2 separate regions of the Zea mays genome follow, and region 2 is linked to region 1. The links are chromatin contacts, called in public Hi-C maps. All regions are on one chromosome and are shown on one strand. The core of a region is the stretch at or near the end of the contact, and the rest is flanking DNA. Distances in the headings are between cores, read along the strand shown. Region 1 holds the start of LOC100193357. Region 2 holds the start of LOC542220 (glutamic dehydrogenase 1).

Region 1 (5,498 bases), core at 2,799-5,298:
ACCTGAAGAGAGTCCAGGACCTTCAGTTAGCTTAAAGTGCAGGTTTCAATTTCGATATATACTACGTAGCGACGAATAAACGGAGCGGTCCGGCTGTTTAGTTCTTTGAGGTCTTCATGTTTGCTGGACTCAAACTAGAACTCACGTTGGTCCTCTAGAAAATCCAAAACAAGTACGGCTTTTTTTCTGTTACTTTTACATACTAGCACTGGGGGCACACATATAATCGCGTCTTAAGTTTTACGCAGTGCAAAAAAAAAAAAGATTTCGTGGGCACAACACAAGTCGCTGCTCCAGCCAGCCAGGGGCCAGGGCAACGCCCGGTGACGGTGGAGTCGTGTAATTAATCTTACGTGTTGGCTGGCGACGGGGGCTCGAGCTCGACGGAGTTTGATTTGCACTCCACCGCCATTGCAGGTTACCAGGCCAGGCGGCAGGATCATCGATCAGGCAGCACTCAGCGCACACGATGTCTTGCTTCGTTGCGACGTGTCCTCCATTTTCAGATAAGGAAAGAAGAGCCAAAACGTAACTGGAAATGGAAGCTGCAAAATTATCAAAGCCCCGTTTGGGAGTAGAGAGAACTTTTTACATTAAAACCCGGAAGAGGGAAAAAATGCACCAATTGCAACCGTAAAAATCGAAAAAACAAAATTAAATGCACCAGCCGGGAATCGAACCCGGGTCTGTACCGTGGCAGGGTACTATTCTACCACTAGACCACTGGTGCGACGTGTCTTCCATTTTCCGATAATGGTAACAAGAGCCAAAACATAAACTGGAAATGAAAGCTACAAAATTACCAAAGCCCCGTTTGTGAGTACTGAGTAGACAAAACTTTTTACATTAAAACTCGGAAGAGGGAAAAAATACGCCAACGGTAAAAGTCGAAAGAAAAAATTAAATGCACCAGCCGGGAATCGAACCCGGGTCTGTACCGTGGCAGGGTACTATTCTACCACTAGACCACTGGTGCTGCTGTGTTAGCTAGAACATTTACAGATTATACCAGTCTGTATATCCGCCAGGATCAGTGCTGGATTACTTTCTGTTACCATCGGTGATTCGTCCGATGACATCTTGGATCAGCCTTCAATGCTGCCGCTAAGTTTACTGCGGGCAACGGCATAGCTGCTTCTGCGACACACAAAGGCCATTGTTTGCGACATTACACACTCATCACAAAAGAAGTTTTCTGGAACACTAGGGTTAATGGTTCTGCTCGAAGATTTTTAAACGCGCACTCTCCAACTTGGTAGTCTACACTTTTGAACTGTTATCTCAGTACACAAATGCAGTGATGCAAACACAAATTTTGCAGTGAAAGTATGTTTGTGTGCTGAATGAGAGGCCCAATTGTTTGACTAATGATAAGATGGTCATTAATAGAATAACTTCAGCAGCAAAGAAAATAATTCACACGTCTTAAACGGCTTTCATTGCAGATCAATGGGAATATTATGGAAAAGGGCCATAATATTACATGAGACCAAACATGACTTGCACATTAAAAAAAACTAAATATGGTGTTATTCAAAGTTGACTTTAAAAGAACATGTGACAAAGTGAATTGGGACTTTTTACAATATACTTTGGTTCACTCTTCGAATGAAATGTTTCTCATATAAACGTTGTAGTTACACCCAATCCTTCATACGATGAGAAAACATGGGTATCGAGATTCGCTTTCAAAAAAAGGCTGAGAGATATAAGACAATCATCTATCCTTATACTAATATGATGGTGGATATGTCGGTGATCATAAATTATAGAGCCAATAAAGATGGCCGTGTCTCATTTGGTAGATAATGGTCTTTCTATCTACCAGTATATCAGTGACATGGATTTGTACAGGATGGATCTCGAGATCGAGAACTGAAAGTAAGCAAATAAATGACACATGAATTTAGACAGCTTTGGGCTCGCGACATGAGGTAATATCCAACGTTTGTATGTTGGTGGCTACTGGTTATGATATAATGATTTGCCCTAGGTGGGCACTATACCCCCTCATTTATAGTCTAAAGAGGTACGATTGATTCATAGATTACAAGAAACTTATATCGTCGTCAACTATATATAAGAACGAAGATCGGTTTAAAACAACCCTCTCTACGATAAAGGAGAACTATCTCTGTTTTTACATGTGGATTCCTTATAAATCATGGTATCCAGCTGTTACAAAAATACTACCCTTATCACGAATCATCATTTCCCCTTATTTGTTCATGCGACAACATTCGAAAGAGGTCACACTAAAAATCCACTTATGTGTGGGAAAGTAACAAGCTAGGCTATACAAGTTTTACTCGATCGAGAGCTTCACCCTTAAGTGGGCTTCCCTTACGTGAGGCTTCAACAAGGATTAGACGAAAGCTTGTGTGTTCACGATACCTCGATAAAATTATAAAAATATCGAAGTCATCGATAGGAGCTTGTATATCTATTTCACTTAAACTTTCAAAATTACGTTTTGTATTGTTTTTTTTCTTTAGTTGCTAGGCTAGTGAATATATTTAAAAACTAGTTGCATCACTTTTTATGGTAGGGATAACAACATTTAGTCAAAATGTGGTTATCACATGAGATAATTTATTTATTGCTTATGTTTTAACTAGCAACATTTAATTTCTTCATGTTTGTCATTGTTTCCAATGGAATACTTAGAGCATGTTTGTTTCCTTGGAGGATTATATAATCTAACTTATTTTGTACAGATTGTACAATCCATATCATATAATTCAGTTTACCTAATTTTTATTATAGATGTTTGTTTTCATAAAAAATTAGTGGTAAAAAGCCAAATAGTAATATAAAATAGGCATCTAATGACCAACTTATGGACTATCATGATCTATATACCTAGACTATATAATCCACTTCAATAATATGTGTTGTTTGTTTGTCTCTTAACTTATTTAAACTGAATTATATAATCTAGAGGGTAGACAGACAGGAGTTAATCAAGACTTTATCAGCTAGCAAATCTTCACACCCCGACTAAAATCAATGTTAAACAATTTCAGGTGAACTATTATTGGCAACTAAAATGGTGCCCATATAATCGACACATGGTGTACTAAATCATCGAGAACCTTAATGCTTGTTTGTTTCCTTGCATAACTATATAATTCAGCTAATTTTTTATAGATTATATAATCCAGTTCATATAATCATATTAAAGATGTTTCTTTACATAAATTATTAGCGGGTAAAAAACTAAACAATAATCTAAAATAAGCATATGATGATATGTTTATGGATTATCATAATCTATGTAGCTAGATTATATAATCCACTATAATAATTTATACTATTTGTCTTTGTCTGAATTTATTTAAGATGGACTATATAATATATAATCTAAAGTGTAATCCACTCTAATAATCTATACTATTTGTCTGTCTCTAAATTTATTTAAGATGGACTATATAATCTAAAGGGTAAACAAACATAGCATTAGGTGTTGAGAACGTTAGATGAGAGTTGTTGCCGGACAACTGAGGCCTATTTGAAACTCAGGAATTTCACATGAATTTCACAAAAAAATTATTTTTAAAACATAGAAAACAAGAAAACTTCCAGCGTTTCAAAGAAAGACGTAAGGTGAACCTATATATTCATTCTCCCAGTGGCCGAGAGAAACGACACGAGTGAGCGCTCCGTGCGCTACCATTGCAGCCAGTACTCGCTAGCTCACGAGTAAAAGAGTTACTTTCTTGTTAACAATATATTTAGAGCCTATTTGTTTTGGAATTATAATCTACCCAGTTCGATAGATTATAATCCCAAACAGGCTCTTATTATTTTGCTGATATTTACTTGGAGCTGCCCTTATCGTGTTGTTATATGGAAATAACATTACAAATCAGTGCATGTCCAAATGCTAATAACAAACAGGTCAAGACTGGGCTTTCTTTGCGGAGTTCTCCTCGAGCATCGGACGAAACCAGGCCCACGGCCCACCTCACTTCGCTGGTACATGCCCGGCATCAGAGTTACTGACATATGGACCACACCTGTCAGAAAAGATAGCCGGAAGCCGGAAAAACCCTCGTCTCCCGTCTCGGAGCGGCGGAGTACGCACCTATCAGTCCCAAGTTCCCGCCACACACCTCTCCATTCCCCTCCCGAAGTCCCGATCCTGTCCTCAAATCCCATTGCTCTATCTTCTCTAGCGGCGAGTCGAGGCGGGGAAGACGAGCTAGCGGCGAGGATGTTGTGGGTAGATAAGTACCGGCCGAAAACCCTAGACAAGGTCACCGTGCACGACCAGGTTGCTCAGAACCTCAGGAAGTTTGTAAGTGCCCGCAATCTGCGCGTATTCGATAATCTAGGGTTTCCCCTATTTTAATGTGCCGCTATAATCACAAGTGGTTTTGTTTGGTCAGGTGTCGGAGCAGGATTGCCCGCACCTGTTGTTCTATGGGCCGTCGGGGTCCGGGAAGAAAACCCTAATCCTCGCGCTCATCAAGCAGATGTTCGGCGCTGGCGCGGAGAAGGTGCATATTTTTTAATGATTGTCCGGCTTTTTCCATGTTGAGGCCGTGCTTTGATGTTAACACTTCCCTTTTCCTGTTATTTTTTTTTAAATTTTTTTGTGTCTCAGGTTAAGCTGGAGAACAAGACATGGAAAATCGATGTAAGTCCAATTATTTGATAGCCCCATCCTCTTTCTAATTAGTGACACTAGCAAATTTCAGATGGTGTGTTGAATACTTAAAGAAATACCGTGTGCATTAGGGTTGGTGCCAGCACACCATCACTCTCTCGTCCCTGCCATGTCAGTTCTCGATTCCACTCTTACCCCTGTCGCTTCGGTGCACAGGCTGCAGCAGTCTATAGCCTCATTCCGTTGAGAATAGTCTCACATTGTGAGTTGTGAGTGAGCAAACATGTTTTATATGGTCGATGGTGCAACTCACTAATGTGCTACTTTTTTTTGGGGGAGGTGGGGGGGGGGGGGGGTGGGGGGCGTTGGCCAACAAACCTAAAATGTGTTGGACCTAGTGCATTCTCAGACAAATATTGGCTCACAATGTGTGAGTGGGAGATTGTTGAGAATAGTCCCACATTGAGAGTTGTGGATGGGCAAACACGTTATATATGGTTGAGGGTGCAACCCCTAATGAGCTAGCTTTTTGGGGGAAGTGTTGGCCCAACGGACCTAAAACCCGATATTGTGCGTTTGGGCACATGTGTTGGGGCCCGACGGCTTGGGTGTGTGTGCGGGTGCACTATGTGTGTGTAGGCGACCCGGCGGGCGCGCAATGTGTTGGTGGTCCGGTTCCAACACAACCCACAACCACATCAACTTTTCTATTTCAGAATTAAGTAATCATGCAGATTTGTTTCAACGCTTACAAATCACCGACTAGGAAGGGTAGATATCGTTGTCAAGATATCAAGATAGTATCCCCTATTGTATCTGTATCCATTAACCATGAAGTTCACTACGGGTGCTTGACCTCGAAGGACATTGTTGGACCCGGCCACTC
Region 2 (5,579 bases), core at 2,370-4,869, 620 kb after region 1:
ATGCTTTTGTATTTCATTTCTTCAGGGAGATATCTCAAAACTAACATAATCCACTGAGATACGCTGCCTATGGGCTATGGCAGCTTCCTGAAAAACTAGAATTTATACTCAAGGATTGTTTGAAGCCTTTATGCTTAAGGACCATTTTCATGTCGGCAAAGGTGTGGAAAGAATCAAATGCTGACTAGCGTTACAGATAACAAAAGAATGGAGCAACATATTTGCTTACCTCATGGTGGTATCTGATTCCACCCTTCATAGGTCCCCTAGCATTATCATGTTGAACCCTAAATCCAACATAGGATGCCAAAGTTCCATCATCTTTTGGGATTGTGCATTCAACCTGCAACCACAAACTGCTTGTTACTCAAAAGTTGAACATACTGTTTCGGATAGGGGGGAAAGCCCAGATGAACCTTATAAAATACTGATCCTGGTTAAGTAAATGTCTTTGTGTGTGTGTGTGTGTGGGGGGGGGGGGGGGGGGGGGGGGGTCATCATCATCAGGAAGACAGGAACCCCCCTGAGCAAGTGAAACAGCGGGAAACAGTTTACCAGATCTAAAAGAACTGTAGTGGATTTATCACCTTGATCTCCCTGAATGGAATGAGCAAGCTCTTCTCCAGCTTGGAGTCGAGGCCCAGCAGCTTAGCTGCCTGCTTGAAGTTCCTGCTGGTTGCTGCCAATGCATTCATCCTGTTCAACGAAATCTCCCTTCAGAAGCACACCTGAAATGTTATCTGGAAGCTCAACGGAATGAGCAAGAACCCAAAAAGCCTAAATACAAGAGCTAGAAGCATAAACAAATCAAACCTGTTCAAGAAAACCAAGGATATATTTTTTCTATCCTCCCAAGGAACAAAAAAAACTATAGTTACTGAGGAGAGTCTGCCCAAGCTCTGGAGGAGTTCAAGGTTAGCAGGTCTACTATATATAGCCGCTTGGTGAGGTTTGGTTTGGTCAAGAAACTACAGGCAGGCTGCTGGATGATAATAGTGACAAATCGCGGTTACTTAACTATAGCACAACTTTATTTATTTTATATATACAGTATACGGGTGATTGGGAACTAAAGTCACTGTTCTCGTTCTTTTCTGCTAGAATAATCTGCTGTCAAGCTATGTGAATTCAGGGATCTGGTCATGAATTCATGATTCAGATAGTCCGAAAGAGGTCAGGCCCTCACTGCTTCTTTTCGTATAAAAGCACCCAGCATTTCAGCCGTAAAACAAGTAAAAATGGGTGTTCAAGAAAGTCTCTCTCCACTCCAGCAATAGAAATATGCCCAACCGATTAGATCTACAAATTGTACTAGGCCTGGTGACATAGGTCTGTACTGATTGTACAGCCAGTGTCACATGCTGAGTATTCAATTGCTGATTTTCAGCCCGCGAAGAGATCACATAAGGAGATTTTCTTTTAAGTAGTAAAGAAAATAACTGAGGTTGCCTTTTTTTTAAATTGAACTCAGATGTGTCAATTTCTGTTTACAAAGGAGAGGGGTTAGGTACAAGAGACCTAAAGCAACTGTACAGGCAGAGCAAAGAGAAACACTGAAACAGCCACAAAACAAAAGTTACTACGGTTGCCATAGTATAGCGAAAAAAGTTTGACTATAAATGATACTGGTAACATTATCTGTGGAGATTCAGAAATGCCACCGAGGATATGCAGTCTTGAAAAGGCACATGGCTGACTCAGCAATGACAAGCCATGGACTTATTTAGGCCTTACGTGTTGCATTTGTTAGTACAATATACTAAATAAATCACAAGTTTGTCATGGATTGGTGGAAGGTTGCCTTTGCCCCCCAAAATCAAGGATTATGTTCAGAATTCAGACAATGCATTGCACTTGACATGTCTGTGCTGTGCAGCATGTGTAGCATATATGCCATTATAGGCCAAATGATGTGCTGGAAAGATCACATGCCCTGAGTTAAGCAGGGCAGGCTCATTTTTTTTTCAAATAAACAGACCTATATATTTGCATAAAAGATAAAATATACCTGTTAGAGTAGTGTATGTGAGCTTGCCCCCCATAGTTAGGATAAGATCGTAAGAACAAATCAAGAAAAGAAGATATGCTCTCCCAACCCGATAGACGAGAGCGTATTCCGAAAGAACAAATCAAGAAAAGAAGATATGCTCTGTCCTAGACCCTTGCTCTCAAGAGTAAAGACGAAATGGAGTGGCCTGGCAGCCAAAATTCAAGCCTCTAACTTTAGGGTGTGTGTATTATAAAAAAATCGGCTAGGGATGAAATGACTGCCCTCTCGGTATTATTATATTAAGAAGAGACAAAAACAATAGTTCTGGCCGAGAAAATTATCGAACTCTGGCCCTTTATTATTAACGAGTCGTGCCAACCATCTACTCTGCAATGGCCCAATCAGAAGGTGGTGTATAAAACATCGTAAACCGAGAGCGGATGAGACACAACAAGGGAATTTATTTAATACAGTCAGAAAATTCGTCCACGAGAGAAATCAAACCTAGGATTTGGAGATGCTAGCGGGGCCGTGTATTACAATACCATTTTAGTTTTGTCTGTTTGTTTGGCTTTAATCCGTACCGGCTTGTATTGTTTATACAGTATTTTTGTCTCTATGGATTGTAACTGCAGCAGTCTAAACAGCCGGTTTTAATCCGAAGCTCTCGTAAGGTGAATTTTCAGAGATAATCTGCCGAATCTTCTAATTCCCACTGAAAGCTAGGAGGGCACTGTCTATACATGATGAATTAAAGTGTTCAGACGCAAAGCATGATCCTGCAGGGTGCAGGCGTCTGAAGAATAAGACAAGTTGATGATTTACACGATTTCATTCGAAGTGATATAGCATACGACTGGTGACATGTGAAGCCAATGGAACATGATACGTGTGTATGTGTGTGTATTTGCTGGACGAAGGGGGAGAGAGAGAGAGAGAGAGAGAGAGAGAGAGAAGGCGACCCATAATAATTTGAGATTCTGCCACAAACCAAACAGGTGAGGTCAGCCAAGCCAAGCACTGTTCTCTAGAATTAGCAACAGATTCAATTTTTGAAGAGAACGGAGCGACGCACGTTGATCGCATGGTGTACCAATCATGTAAAGAAGAATAAACTCCCGTGCTAAAAAAAATTTAGAACCGGAGGCAACCCCAGCAGCAAGTTTCGGTTGACCTAACTAGTTGCGCCAGCCAACAAGGTAGGGGGGGCGTTGTCGATCGCTGCAACTGTAGCAATAAATAAACTAAGACCGCAAGAAGAAACTTTGAGGCTCTCGTCGTCAGATCATCAATCTTCGCACCGGTTTCGCCGAACTGCTGAATCAGGCAAAACACGGACGACGGCGGCGAGAACGAGCGCGGAGAACGGGCGCAGGCGGAGAGCCTTACAGTTATTACAGTCGGCGGCTAGCAGCGCGGAGACCGGAGCAGCGACGCGGGCGAGGAGTTCCACCGCCGGGTAGTGTGCGGTGCGTCGTCCGTGCGTGCCGTCGGAGCGGGGGGGTTGCGCGGGGTTTTATAGGAGACACTCGTGCGATGCATGGAGAATGGGGGGGAAATACTCTGTGACTGTGCCCCAGGCGGCGAGGAGGATAGAGTGTGTGGGGGGAGGAGTTGGGAACTGGTGCTGGGTGGGGGGTTTCTCCGGCCGGCGTGGGGAGGAGAGGGAGAGGTAATTGGGCGATGACGCCAGGGCCGACGGTGCTTGCAATTGGCAGAATTGGATCCGCCTGGGATTCCAATTCCAACTGCTTTGGGGTTGGGTTGGGTTGGGTTCGGTGCGTGCGTGTATCTCATTCCATTTCCATCCCGTGTTTTCTTTTTCTCTGATCTGATGAATGACGGCAAGAAAGAGCGGGGGAGCTTTGGCACCTTCGCCGTCGTCGTCGATGATCTGACGGTTGGGTTTCACCCGTTTCTCCGGCTTTTTCTGACGGAAAAGGGCATGCCACTGCCATGGAGTGGAGAGGAGTACGTCCAGCAGGTCCAGCCTCGTCGTGATGACGGCATGACGCGGCATTCCAACCCTTATTATTTAGCACTGTATACGGAGAGATGCCAATAGTTACCCGAAACTCGAATAATCAATAGATTTTATCCGATATAAAGATGGATACGAGAAGTTTTCTATACTGGGTATACCTGCGGTATATTAATGGGTAAAACATCTACTCTATATAAAAGCGATATAAAAGCGCTGCGGGGTTTTATTTACAAGTTCAGTCGTGTTCCTGGAATTGATGATTGGAATGTCTCCTAAGTCCTGATAAGTGTGATCAACGTGGGACGTACACCGTCGTCGTTATCCCCATGGAAGAATCGTACAGCGTTCCAAAATCCCAGCCAAAATGCGTGCACGGTCACGATGGGAACATATATCCTGCATAGGAATGGCAACGGGGAAATCCCCGTCGGGTTTTGGCTCCCCGTACCCCGTCTCCGCGACAAAAAAAATTCTCCCGCGGGAATTCCCACGAACTCTTGCGGGGGCTTTTCTTCCCCATCCCCGTTCCCCACGGGGATAAATCCCCATCGGGGATCCCCGTCTCCGCTTAAATTATAATTATGACACACTTTCTTTGTTATTAATACAAAACATTATCACTTATATACATTGTCAGATGTTAGAACTCATTATGTGTACATCAAAATAACAAATTTATACAATGAGTTATCTCTTAACAATATAATTATTTATGTTTATTATTATATATTACATGAAAACATCATCATATATAAGTTTAACGGGTCCCCGCGGGGAACGGGGATGGAGAATGTTTCCTTATCCCGTCCCCGTTTACCCATCGGGGGAGGATTTTTCCTCGTTTACATTCCTATGGGGGGAGAACCTTCCTCATCCTCATCCCCTAATGGAGGAATTCCCCGCGGGGAATCGTGGATCGGGGCCCATTGCCATCTCTAATCCTGCATCATCCGCGGTTGCCAAAACAAAGCTCAAACACACACACAAACGGGGAACCACGTCATGAATATGATGCGATCTGCATGCAAGTTGGCCGCTTTAGAATTTACGTGCTCCTCTCTCCTTCCCATGTCATTCCCATTTTTAAAAAAAGTAAGTTCGTTCTAGCTTTCTTAACCGATAATTTCTCCGTTTCGTTTTAGTTGTCGCTAGATAGTGCAAAATTGAACTATTCAGCGACAACTAAAAACAAACGGAGGGAGTATAAGGTAGTCGATCTGATCAATTTTTATACTATAATAAAAGAATATAATATTTATGTTATTGGGAAAATATCGTTAGATTAATTATTAGCTGTACTTTTATCGTAAATATCTGTTTGATGTTACAGATACCTACAATACTCTGTATGTTTTTTTTATCAGACCTGATACACGTCTTAAACCTCCAAAACAAAACCAAAACAAAACAGAAAAGTTTGAACAGACATACAATTTGAAAGACGGGAGGAGTACGAGATTCTCTCTCGTGATTAGGTAGAGATTACTCTACCTAGTACATTCTTAATTCTTTACTAGGTGAGTGCCCGTGCGTTGCAACGGAACCGTATAATAACACAATAACCAAAGAATGAGATAGAGATTTGCCTGTTTCCATTATACGAGT

Evidence for each region. A called contact is a pair of places that touch in the nucleus more often than the background predicts.
Region 2: a Hi-C map of ear shows a contact between it and region 1, with 1.7 times the contacts expected there. The contact joins the promoter of LOC542220 here to the promoter of LOC100193357 in region 1. A contact is called at or near these places in 2 of 25 Hi-C or Micro-C datasets (ear and tassel).

What each region holds. Positions count from the first base shown.
Region 1 is chr1:293,480,635-293,486,132 of Zm-B73-REFERENCE-NAM-5.0, forward strand. LOC100193357 reads left to right here and starts at 4,049. Exons shown (of 11, transcript NM_001138489.1): 1 at 4,049-4,300; 2 at 4,392-4,502; 3 at 4,610-4,642. The coding sequence starts at 4,217. TRNAG-GCC (transfer RNA glycine (anticodon GCC)) reads right to left here and starts at 730; the gene lies at 660-730. TRNAG-GCC (transfer RNA glycine (anticodon GCC)) reads right to left here and starts at 976; the gene lies at 906-976.
Region 2 is chr1:294,104,039-294,109,617 of Zm-B73-REFERENCE-NAM-5.0, forward strand. LOC542220 (glutamic dehydrogenase 1) reads right to left here and starts at 3,620. Exons shown (of 10, transcript NM_001254781.1): 1 at 3,380-3,620; 2 at 588-740; 3 at 230-343. The coding sequence starts at 695.